Regions from separate parts of the Mus musculus genome. Here region 1 is linked to region 2. A link is a contact called in public Hi-C data. All regions are on one chromosome and are shown on one strand. The core of a region is the stretch at or near the end of the contact, and the rest is flanking DNA. Distances in the headings are between cores, read along the strand shown. Region 1 overlaps Trappc9 (trafficking protein particle complex 9). Region 2 holds the start of Kcnk9 (potassium channel, subfamily K, member 9).

What was found. A called contact is a pair of places that touch in the nucleus more often than the background predicts.
Region 1: a contact with region 2 is called in a Hi-C map of cerebellar granule neurons, with 3 times the contacts expected there. The contact joins the enhancer-like site here to the promoter of Kcnk9 in region 2. A contact is called at or near these places in 4 of 39 promoter capture datasets (the HPC-7 cell line, cranial neural crest, hippocampal neurons and 1 more), 7 of 484 Hi-C or Micro-C datasets (the N1E-115 cell line, brain, cerebellar granule neurons and 2 more) and 1 of 9 other capture datasets (liver).

What each region holds. Positions count from the first base shown.
Region 1 is chr15:72,664,317-72,670,750 of GRCm38.p6, reverse strand. All of the region lies in intron 20 of Trappc9 (trafficking protein particle complex 9), which reads left to right. Among named protein-coding and RNA genes, the nearest start is that of Kcnk9, 120 kb to the right of the region's middle. Within about 2 kb of position 1,685, at least 5 of the 459 cell types and tissues checked have an H3K27ac peak or open chromatin away from gene starts, as enhancers often do. A contact at or near this core is called in cerebellar granule neurons and cerebellum, where this site is marked.
Region 2 is chr15:72,545,119-72,550,826 of GRCm38.p6, reverse strand. Kcnk9 (potassium channel, subfamily K, member 9) reads left to right here and starts at 3,128. Exons shown (of 2, transcript NM_001033876.2): 1 at 3,128-4,830. The coding sequence starts at 4,548.

The DNA.
Region 1 (6,434 bases), core at 436-2,935, 120 kb before region 2:
CGTCCCTCTGCCTAGGCTTTCTCTGAGGGATCAGTAACTAGCTGTGCACGGCTGGACCAGAGCCCTGCCTCCTAGGAAAGCAGCTACTCATGTGTCACTCTTACATGGTGTCTGGAGCAGGGGCAGGGGCATCTGTGGGCTCCCTGATCTCCTGAGTTCCTGCTGAAAGCAGACCCGTTTATGTGAGAAGAGGAGGAGTCAGGGAGATGCAGTTGTTTCAGTTTGAGTAAGGTCAAGTTCAGATGCCGCCGTGTGGGGTTCCCTGGCCATGGCATGCTTCTGCGCACACAGGGTTCCGGTCACATCTCTCATCAGAATTGATCCCATTCCCGTACAAGTTCCTCTACGATCCAAGAGACCAGGCTCTGGGGAGGCACCAGACAAGTGTCCAGAGTATCACCAGCTAGCTGGGGCTAAGTCCATGGGCGTTTTGCATTTTCTCTACCACGATTTTCCCTGGAAGTCCCTCATGGAGGCCTGTGGGCAGAGAGCTGTGAATTGTCTCCCAGCATGATCTCTTTCAAACTCAGTTTTGTGGGATGGCTCTGGGCATGGGATGAAGCCTTCATAAGAAAGATAGGTGGGAAGAGAGAGTCCATAGCTGTCCAGCCGGCTGGCTGGACTGATGTACAGCTGAGCAGATAGATGGACAGTTGGGTAAACAGAGTCAAAAGAGTCACCATGCCGTGACTAGTGAAAGTGTAGATGGTAGTGTGCCCTTGCAAACCAGTAAGTGATTGGGTCAGCCAGTTCACTGACATAGCAAAGAATCCTCCTAAAACCAGTGACTTACACAACCCAGGCTTGTCAGACGTGTTGTGCATCGCTCTTTCTTGTGGTGAAGGGTGACTCAGTTTATTCTAGGACAACGATGATACGGAACTGCAAAAAAGCCCTTGGGAGCTCCTGTCTCTCTGAGGGACACTGATTTGGGACTAGTTATGAAGAGTCAAAGTGCTGGGTCAGGAGGTGGGGTTGTAGTGGTGACTGGCTTAGTCACCTGAGTAGCCAAGGTGGCCACTACAGAACTGGACAGTGACTGAGGTCATGTGTGGAAGAGGACAGAGTGCCTTCCTAGCATGTGTGAGGCCCTGGGTTCAACCCCCAGCACCATAGTTAACCATCATCATCATCGTTGTCGTCATCATCATCATCATCATCATCGTCATCGATAGTAATCACCACTGAGATGGACACTCAGCACCAGTTATGTCCAATTTTGGACATCACAACACAACACTGTCATCTTCAAAGTTCAAAAACAATTAAAAAGCCCCTCTTAAGTAAGTTTGTGATCTCTTTCAAGCCATTATCACGGCTGTGAGTGGTACACACATATACAGCCTGGGAGTCATCAGTCAAACGCCACTGCTGGCTTAAGCCTCAGGGGTCTGCTTCACTCTCAATCCTCTGGCTTCATTTGCTATGCGTAGCTGATGAGAGTGCAGGTACCAGGTCATTTGAGTGACGGCTTGATTTCCAAAGAGGATGGGCAAAGGCCTCCCGTGTCATTGGGGTCTGGTGTGCCTAGCAGGAAAGAGCAGAAAGGTTCAAGGAGGACCAGGAAAATGAGAGCACCAGGCCATCTTCTGGACAAGGTCCCAGAACCTCCAGGATAGTGGACATTGGTGCCAAGCCAGAGCGAAGCAAGCTGGAACAGCAGATGGCTGAGGTATGTCTCAACAGGATGACCCAGAAAAGCCTCCTCACCCCCTGGCCTGTTTTTGCTCTTTGGAAGGAGCCTGCTGGTTCTGCCTCAGGGACTGTGAGATTTATCAAAGCATAGGCCACAGGGCATGTCGCTTAGCTCCAGAAATGACCATCCTCATGGTATCCCCCCTGATGATACTTATTGAATAGACACATGCTGGGATGTAACCCAGAACACACGCTTGACCCACCAGATAATTGTAAGCAAAACCCATCCATGGCAAAGAGTCATCCTGTACCCCCTGATGTCTCAGGAAGTCCTGTTGTTGTGTTAGGGAACACAATGCAGCCCTGAAGCAGAAGAGGGGAGCTGTAGCTCTAACATCTGCGGCACGGCTCAGAATGCAGCGACACGCTCCAGGGGAAAGCTGTGTGGTCCAGATTCCAAAAGGCCACCTAGCACCACCGTGTGACTTAGGCTGGGGGCCCAGCTGCCGTGACGCTGAAACAGGGGGCCTCGGGTTACCCACCGTGAACTGACCATTGCAGAAGCCTTCAGGACATTATCACTCAACTCCTGATATCTGCAGGACACTGTGTACCGAACGGATCTGCCTCTGGGCTTGCCCGCACAGCCTGTCTAGACAGTAAACCCGCAGTGGGGCTTTGGCTTTTGAAGTGACATCACCCAGCATCAGGAAAGCCGCCAGGGGAAGCTGCCAAGGCGAAACAGAGAGGAAACAATGCTCTCAGATTCGAGCATGAGGTACACAGCTCAGGAGCATTTTTAAGCACTGTGATCCATTCAAGTATACAGGCTTCTATTTCAGGGTCTGGGAAATAAACATATATATATATGCATATTTACATAGAGAGCAGTATCTATATATTTGTCCGCTATATATAGGAAGTGATCCAACTTGAGCTCTGTGCACACAGAGATTTTTTTGAATATATATTTATATATAATAACAGATCTATGCATATTCCTGAGAGCCTACCCTGGTTCACATTATAAAATGATGGACTGTATTCTGGATTGTTTATGGCCACTATTAGCCCCTTTACACATTCATTCATTCTCTTTCTCCCTCCCTCCCTCCCTCCCTCCCTCCCTCCCTCCCTCCCTCCCTCGCACTCTCTCTCGCTCTCAGGGGGGAGGGAAAAGCTCTCTCATGCATATATATGTTTTACTGGCCTTCTGTAAGAAGCATTGTGCACTTCAGTGTGAGGAGCAGTGAATGATGCTTTCTTTGCCAGGTGCTTGGAAACTTGTGAAGGAACTGAACAAAGTATCAGTCCCCTTGGATGAGCATGCATGGACCTGCAAGACCACCAGCTAGCTATAGCTGCTGGCTCTCTTGGGCTCTGCAGGCTCAGTGGTTGGGTTGTAAACCATCACCCACCACATTCCTTATCTCCTGCTCCCCTGCACTGTTTTGCTACTCGAAGTCTTATAAGACAGCGATTCAGAGTGAGTATCATCCAGGAGAGACAGTCGTACCCTTGGGTATGGTCTGGGTAAGGGGCCAGAAACCATTCACCAGTCTCAAGTCCAGGTTCCTGGGATCCCAGGGCCCTGCTCACTGGTGCAGGACACACATTGTCCCGGGAGAGGTCTAATGTAGTCCTGTCATCTCCAACCACTCCTCTGGGAGGTAGGTGTTCCATCTTTCCTTTGAACCCAAGACAGGGTTGGCTCTTCCTTCCCATCTTCCTGTGTCCTGCCAATCCCTGGCTTTGCACTTTCCGTCCCCCTCAATTCTTTCTGCATGTCAGGGTCCCATGAGGCTAGAAGCCACACACCCAGATCTGGCTCACAGCTTCCTTGTGATAAACACCATTGAACAAGTGACTCCAAAAAAAGCATATTCTGATTGACCCGCACAGATAGCTTCCAGAGCTTGCTAATGTCTTGGGGTGATAAAGAGAACTATTGATCTGAGGTGACATTGATTGACCAGGCCACCCAGATGACTGGACTCCTTGCTGCTCCAGGATGCTCACTCTGTCTCTCACACTGTATCCAATAGACACAGCACTGTAGCAGCATCAAAGACTGATGGGAAATAGGAAGGTGCTTCCTGGGGTGCAGTTTATTGCTCACCTGTGAGACCATTTGCTGCTGTGGTCATTGGGCAGCTTCCGATATGGCTAGAATAGTGTTTGCTGACACCGACTAACAGGGGCTCAGCAAAAAACTTACATTTCTTTCAGAGCCTGCCCAAACAGGTGTTTATCTAGATAGTTTGCAAATATCTATCTTCATTTGTTTATTTCCCAAATAATACATCCACCGTACTTGTGTAGTTTTCTGTGTTCACGTCATCCCACCAGGCTCTATTTGGTGAGTTCTGCAGATTGTCATGGACTAGCTGGAGTCTGGGACTGGGCCATTGATAAAAGGCAGCAGATACAGTATTCTCTTGGCTTCCACCCTCCTGCCTTGTTGCTGCCTTTGGGAGGCAGAACTAAGAGCTCAATTCAATTTAGGTTAGATTCTGATATTCTCTTCTGTAGGGAGTCTCCTGGCCAGTCATCAGCTCTTCAGAACCCTTAACAACCTGGCACTTCTCAATGAGCCAGACTGCCTCCCTGTAGTTGTGGATTTCTGAGCCCCAGCTTCTCTGACCATTCTGTCACTGTCCTCCTGAAGTTTGAACCCTATACCTCAGCTACTTTCTGGTGGCCTCTCTGTTGTTGTTTTGTCTCTGATCCCCTTGCCCTCTCTTCTCTTTTTAGTCTCTCACCTCGGTTACCATTTCCTGTTTTGCTTGCTTGTCTGGAATCCCAGGAGGCAGGAAGCCACACATCCAGATCCTGGCTCACAGGGGTCCTGGCTCACAGGGGTCCTATAGCAAGATGGTGCCTCCTGCTGCCATCCCAGCTGGAAGCTTTCCCAGAGGTCCCAATGCTTCCCAGTCTGTATTGAGTCAAAGTCTCTCCTGGAGACTTTTTGGCTTCATTTGGTATACCCTGAGCCAATGCAAGGATGTCTGAGGCCCTAAAAGGCCACACCTTGTCTGTTGGGGTTAGTTAGGTTTGGCTAAGTAGCTGAAACCTCAAAATGATAGTGGCTTCAGTAAAGTGCATAGGACAGAGTCAGTGTGACCTGCCAAGTTCCAGAGTTCAGGACTTACTCTTATCTTATCTCCCACCATATATATAGCTCCTGGAATCTGAGACCTTGTGTGAACCAGGTGCCATCAGGAAGCAGAGAAGGTGTCATTTCTTACCAGGTCTAAGGGAACTTCCTGGCTCTGTACAGCCATCCTCATCTTGTGTTCCATTGGTCCAAATGTAGTCAATGTGCTACACTGAAATTCAATGATAGCCAGGAGGTATAGGCTTTATTAACACAACCAACTAAACAGCAAGGTTCCATAACCATATAGGAAGAATGTGGCCACCAGGAAGTCTGCTACTTGGATGCACTTTCGAGCTTTGATGGGATGCCAGATAACTAATCAGAGCTTGGCAGGAATAGACCAGGAGCAAACAGGAAGGGTGCATCTTTATTCAGTACCTGCTTGGGCTAGTTCTGGTCTTTCAGTCCCTTGTCACCTTCCCTCAGCCCTGCCATGCAGGAAGGAAAAAGAGACAGAACCTGCCAGGCCATGTGACCAGTTCCCTTGTTCCATAACACTACCCTTTTCGGCTCTCCTCAGCTGGAGAAGCTTAATGCTGATCATAGCAAATGTGCTCATTGTGTGTCTGGCTAGAAAGCTTAAGGAGGCTGACCTGACAGGGAGAAGAATGCCAGGATGCATGGTAAGACTGGGGATGTACTATGCCCCAGCAACAGGAAGCAGGCTGACAGCAGTGGGGAACTGGGGCTTACCCACCATACCTGGCCAACAGTGTCCACAGCTACCTAGAGACCTGAGCATCTCTGTAACTTAGACAGTGGCTCTGAAAAAGGCAGGAAAGCCCTCATCTAGGTGAACGAGGAAGCCTTGCCTTTTGCAAAGTGAAGGATAATCTCTTTGTGGACTGTCCTCCAGAGAACTTATTCTGATCCGCACTGAAGTCTGAGGGAGGGTACAGCTCTCCCCCTTCCCCCTTCCTACCTTAACTTCAAGTGTGAGATGTGGAGTTTGTGGTTAGCGTGCAAATGACACGGCCAGCCAGGCCTCAAAGGAACCCTCCCTCATTCATCCCACAGGGATTTGCAGCACACAATCTGTCCCCCCTTGGTTTGGAGATGTAATTTTTTTTATCATGTCTTGCCTTTCTAGAAAATTAATGGCCCCTCCATTTTTCAGAGAGAGAACAATGGAGAAGCATCATGATGGAACGGAAATGCTCCATCGTTCTCTCTCATCTGATGACATGTTTAAAGCTCAATTATTTTAGGTGGGGGAGGAGGTGGGGAGGCAGCCAGGCTGGGCCATCCCTCTCTACCCAGCACTCTGCAGGGAGACTCACAGCATTGTCTGGTGTAAATGTAATGGCCACGGCAGCCAGATATAAATATTTTGCAAATGAGGAAAAGAAGTCTGCGAGAGGCTCTCTTTTAATTAGTGGTCTTTTGGGTATGAAGCCTCTTATGTGGAAGGGGCCCTCAGTCTCCAGAAGGTGAACTGGAGGGGCAGGTGTCTCTGGGAAGGTGCCCATGTGGAAAGCCCATCAAGGAACAGCAGGGCAATGCCTGCAAGAGAGGGAGTGGGATTGGTGGCCATGTAGCACAAGACCGCCTCTCCGCAGGGTGGATAAAAGACCATGTAGTGTACCAAGACCTATGGCCATTCTGAGTTCCCACCATCTGGAGGCTCACCCACGGT
Region 2 (5,708 bases), core at 1,879-4,378:
CCTCCCTCCCTCCCTCCCTCCCTCCCTCCCTCCTTCCTCCCTTCCTCTCTCTCTCTCCCTTCCTCCTTCAGTCCCTTCAGCAGCAACCCCTGTGGTTAGACACACAGTGGGGTGTGTGTGTATGAAGAAGTACTGGCTTGGGAGTTCTGTCCTCATGCATTGTGGGGCTAGGATATGCCCTCTCTGGTGAAAGGGCTGGAGGAAGGGTTGCAGACATGTGTGTACAGAACAGAACAAACAAGTAGGCGGCAGAGTTATAAAACCAGGATGTGTTTTATTAGCTAATAAGATGCATCTGCTTTTATTAAAGAGAGAGCCAAAGTGGAAGGGAGGTCTAGGGACTGACTCCCAAAGGGGCACAGAGAGGCTGTGAGCCCACTCACTGGCCACAGCTGTGCCCTGTATTGATGCCCTCAAAGCCTTTCTCTTCTTGTCTCTGCTCCTCCTTAAACCTCTTACTCATGCCCAAGTCTAGTCAAGATGCCCCAGGGTTACACCTACGAACCTGCAGCACTACGGGGGGGGGGGGGGAGAGCTGTCATTGACTCAAAGGTGGACAGGGGAGCCCATGCCAGACAAAAGACAAAGACAGGAAGAATTTCTGAGCTTAATTGGCAATTATCCAACAGACAAAAACACTGTACTGTTTTTTGGGGTTTTTTTTGAGCATTAAAAAAAAATCCGTGGGTTCAGCACGTAACCCTCGGAGGTGAAACTCCCAGAACTACCCCTGGTGTGTGTGTGTGTGTGTGTGTGTGTGTGTGTGTGTGTGTGTGTTTGTTGCCACCATCCTAGCAAGCACTCACTGAGCATCATCCTGGAGTGGGAACTGAGCATCTTTCCCAAGAGAATGGGGACTAGGGATGCAGGCCGAATAGTCAGGACCCAGGCTCCTCTCCAAGGAGTCAAAAGACATTCAAAAACTGGGTTGTGCGATGTGGACAAGAAACTGGAATCCTGGAGGAAACTCTGGAAAGAAGCCCGGGGACAATGGGTTCTAGATGGGAGTAATTCTGTGGTCTTGGACAGGAGGCCTTTCCTTCACCTATAAAACAAACTGAAGTGCCTTTCCGTCTTTCCAAAACGCTGTGTGGAACTGGAGCTTCTCTGAGCAAAGCCTGGACTCCAGTCATCAGAGCTCAGCCCATCCCCCACAGCTCCTGCACTTGTCTTTGGGGACAGCTTGGACCTCGCTGCAGTCTGGTTGGCTCAAACGTGGGCAGATCTGTGGGTCGGAGTCTAGCGCCCCCTGGTGGCGCCGAGACGCACAAGCCCTATCGGACCTCTTGCTGGCCCGACGGTCAGGCCATGACTCAGGGTGCCACCGCTGCCAGAGCAGCGGGAGGCCTGACTGGGGTTCCGTCGTAGGCTGAGCCACGACTCAATTAATTACCAGCTGCTGGGAATCTTTGTTGCTCGCTTGTGGTGACTCACTCCGCAGCCAGGCTCCCTTGCAAAGCACGGGGGCCTTGGCTTCCAAAATGAATTTTGGGGAGCGCACCTGATCAGGTGGAGCTCCCCATCCGGGTACCAGGAAGACCACACGGAGACTTGACTGTTCAGGAATAGCTCACAGCGCCCGATGCCCCTGCCCTGTGGTGCACTCATGATCCTTTAAATTTTACCTGGGAGCATACATGAAGCCCCTAGTCCATCGGGCTATGCGTCTGGGTAGACAGAGGCTGGGGCATGGTCTAGGAAGCTGAAGAACACAGGGTTTCTAAGTCTCCGAACTCTTTCAACAGCTGGGGACGATTCACAGGCTGCTCCTATCTCCATGGACAGCTTCTAGCTCCCGCCTTTTAGCTGTTGCTTGGTGGTCACCAGATCTCTTCATCAGCGTCCATGGCTAGGGACAGAGAAGATAGCCTGGTCGAGGAAACCAAAGCCCGGGGTCTCAAAAGCGTGATTCTGTCTGTCCCAGTCCGCAGCAGCACTGCTCTAGGGGAGCTTTGTGAGCAAGAAAACCTCTGGGCAACCTAAAGAGGATGGGTGGGTGGGGAACCCAGAAGACCTAAACAGGAATCCTGGCTTCTTCCTTAAACTCAAAGGCTAGTAGCTCCCTGGCCAGATCCTCCTGTTCTATTTCCAAGCCTTAACCTGGAGGGTGCCTCGCCGGGGGAGCGCGCGCGGGGGGGGGGGAAGTTCCTGCACTCTGCTCCTCAGCAGAGGAATCAAGAAATGAACAGTGAAGAAGCGCGCGCACTGGGGGAAGTGGGGATGGGGGGTGGGGGCGGGGAGGCTACTGCTGGAGAGGGGAAATGAGAATTCCTGTCCATCCTTTCTTGAGGTGTAACTCTTAAAAGTGGTGGTCTGCGAGATCTCTAGGGAAAAGTAGCGGGGAAGGGGGGTAGCAGGTGCAAGACCACCCGGGACACAGCCACTATCCGAACTAAGGTGGCTGTCAAAACCCCAACAATCTAGAAGGCAGTATCCAGTAGGGCGCTGCTGAGCCAGGTGGCTGCTGCAGCTGGACGTGTGTGTGTGTGTGTGTGTGTGTGTGTGTGTGTGTGTGTTACAAGGGGGAGCGTGTGGCCACTGCTGTTGCACTCTCCAGGGCTCATAGCCCCTTCCTTTTCTATTTCCAACTCTCCCGGTTTTTGTTGTTGTTGTTGTTTTCCCCCATAAAAGGTTAATCTGTCTCCACTGGTCAAATTCGTTTTTCATCCCCAGCTGCAGGGCCCTCAAACTCTCTCTTCACTTTGCCAAGGTTGGGTGCGCTCTTAGGGGAGCAGTACTTTTTCAGAAGGAAGCCACTTCATCCCCATCTCAAACCCTCTAGCAGCTGGCCTCCCATCCCCGAACCCTAGCAGCACCTAGTTCAACCCCTTTCCTTTTCTCTCTCTCTGGCCATCACTCCTGGGCTCCTTCATGTGCACCCTGCGCAGTACCAGGTCTGCTGCAGGAGCTGCCACTGCCGCCTCACCAGCTGGCTGGGGACCAGGCGGGAGGTGGCGCGACCCAGAGGCTGCAGGAGGGAGGGAGGGAGGGAGAAAAGAGAGGAGGGAGGGAAGCCGGTCCTCGGAGTAGCCTGCCCCCCTCCCTCCCGCCGGAGCGGGGCCGTCAAACGCAAACACGCGCGCACGCACACCCGCGAATACATACACTCGGGCTCCCTCCGGCGCGCACGCACAGCGCCTCAGGCAGACCAGAGCGGCGGCTGCCTCTCTGGACTCCTGGACGCCAGAGTCTTAGGATCCTCGGGCAGCTGATGCGCCTTTGCCTGTCCCCATCCCTACCCTTCAGTTCCTCCAGGGCTGCGGGACCCCTCCCGCCGCCGCCGCCACCTCGCCCGCCACCCGGCGAGGAGCTGGCTGGCCGGCCGCTGCCGCGCAGTTCCCTCTTCGTCCCCGAGGTAGCTCCGTCGCGGCTCCTGTCTTGGGCTTCGTCGTGTTCCTGAGCTTCAGAGGCTGAGCAGAACAAACTTCGCAGATCGGCTGTCGCGCGGCGGGCACCCCGCGTGCCCCGCGCGCCCAGGTGGGCACGGGGCTTTCGGATCTTGGGGCATCGGGTTTCCTCGCCCGTTGCCCCTGCTAGATAGACTTTATCCCTGCTTGCAGGGATTCTAGAGACTCCTTCACTTAGCAAACTTTCTATTTCCCCCAACCCAAAGGGGGTGAAGAAAGCTAGAGGGAGAAGCAGGTCCCCGCGGGGCAACCGCCACACTGGAGGCGATTAGCTGGGCCCCGCTAGCCGGGGAACGCATCAGGGATGGGGAACCCCTCCCCGGGTCTCCCTCTGTCCCGGCTACCGATCCTGCCCCAACCGAGCCCGCAGGCTCGAGGGGCGAGGTGCCCAGGACCAGACAGCCCGCGCGGAACGAGCTTGGGCCATCCATCCGCACAACCATCCGCACTGGGGCAAACCGCTTGACCCAGGCCTGGCATAGGGTGTCCCGGGTTCAGGATCGCTGGCCTCCGCGCCAAAGCAATGTCATCAACATGTCCACCATTTCGCGCGCCCCGGTGGTGATCACCACGCCCGCGGACCCCCCTGTGTACGCGGAATCCGTTGCACTGGGTGCTCCCGAAGAGCCCGCTGTGCCCGCGGAACCCGCTGCGCCGGCGGAACCCGCTGCGCCCACGGAACCCGCTGCGCCCGCGGAACCCGCTGCGCCCGCGGAACCCGCTGAGCCCGCGGAACCCGCTGAGCCCGCGGAACCCGCTGAGCCGGCGGAACCCGCTGCGCCCGCGGAACCCGCTGCGCCCGCGGAACCCGCTGCGCCCGCAGAGGAAGCCGAGCCTGCCGAGCCCGGGGCGTCCGCTGGTCCCGCAGAATCCGCAGAGTCCGGGGAGCCCGGTGAGGTCGTTGAGTCCCAGGAGCCCGCGGCACCCGGGGAGACCCCTCAGCCTTCAGGTGGTGGTGAAGTTCGTGAAAGTGATGATGCCCAAGAGGAGACCGAAATTTCCAACATCAGCTGTGGCATCTGCTGCTACCACCGCTTGCAACTTCGACTCCATCGTAGAGGAGGCTTGGTCAGCGCCGCGCTGCATTGGGATTCTCGTGGTCTGGTCCAACTTCCCTTTAGCATCTCCTTCTTCGCGGCCATGAAGCGGCAGAACGTGCGTACCCTGTCCTTGATCGCCTGTACCTTCACCTACCTGCTGGTCGGTGCCGCGGTGTTCGACGCCCTCGAGTCGGACCATGAGATGCGCGAGGAGGAGAAACTTAAAGCCGAAGAAGTCCGTCTCAGAGGCAAGTACAACATCAGCTCCGATGACTACCAGCAGCTGGAGCTGGTAATCCTGCAGTCTGAGCCCCACCGCGCTGGTGTCCAGTGGAAATTCGCCGGTTCCTTCTACTTCGCCATCACTGTCATCACAACTATCGGTAAGGAATGGGTGTGCCGCCACCGGGCTCGAGGGAGACACGGGAGGGGTCTAGGAGATGTAGCGCACACGAAGCAATGCTGAGGTGGGGGTGGGGGCTTCCCAGGTTTAAGACAGACCCTGTTTCAGTGTCTCATCCCTCAGGGGCATGACCTCACTCTTCCAGGGGACCCTATCTGGTGCCCCAGACTGCTCTGGTGTTTGGGCCAGGCTTGGGAACTCTCAGAGTCAGTGCTGTTGTCTTGAGGGTGGAGGCGCCACTTTTGCGAAGAGTGGAGCGCTAAGAATAATCCCACAGCCGAACACCCACCCACCTAACGCCCCAGTGTTGGCTGCGCTTCCCTGAGTGGGTTCCAAGCCTTAAACTTACTATCTCTTGGGGAATTTGGGACAAAGCTGGTGGGACATTAAGGTGACAGGAGGTTGTTTATAGAGCTGTATGTAGGAGGGGGTGGTACTGGTCCTTCCTCACCTGGGGACCTTTTGAGATTTCAGCACCCAATATCCTTCTTTTGGGTTGCTGAGAGTGTTAGGTCCTGAGAGAAGAGTTTTCTCTTCTATGGTTGGGGTGGGGGTGGCAGCAGGTGACCTGCAATGCGGTCCTGGTGGGTTGGATGTGGCAGTGCTTGTTTGCCCTTGTGGACTGGGACTGCGGACCAGAGGAGTCTGGGTGTTGTTTGAAAACTGGGGGAGTTTAACCCTTTCTGGGAAAGAGTCCATCTAGTACAAGATGAGACTGCCTGTATGTAGCTTCCCTGATTCACACAGGTTACGGTTCAGAGATCAATCTCTGGTGGATGGATCCCTATGACTGCATTCCCACTGAAGCTGGTGGTTGGGAGACACCCCTGGATTTGCACATGGAAACCTGTGGGAATG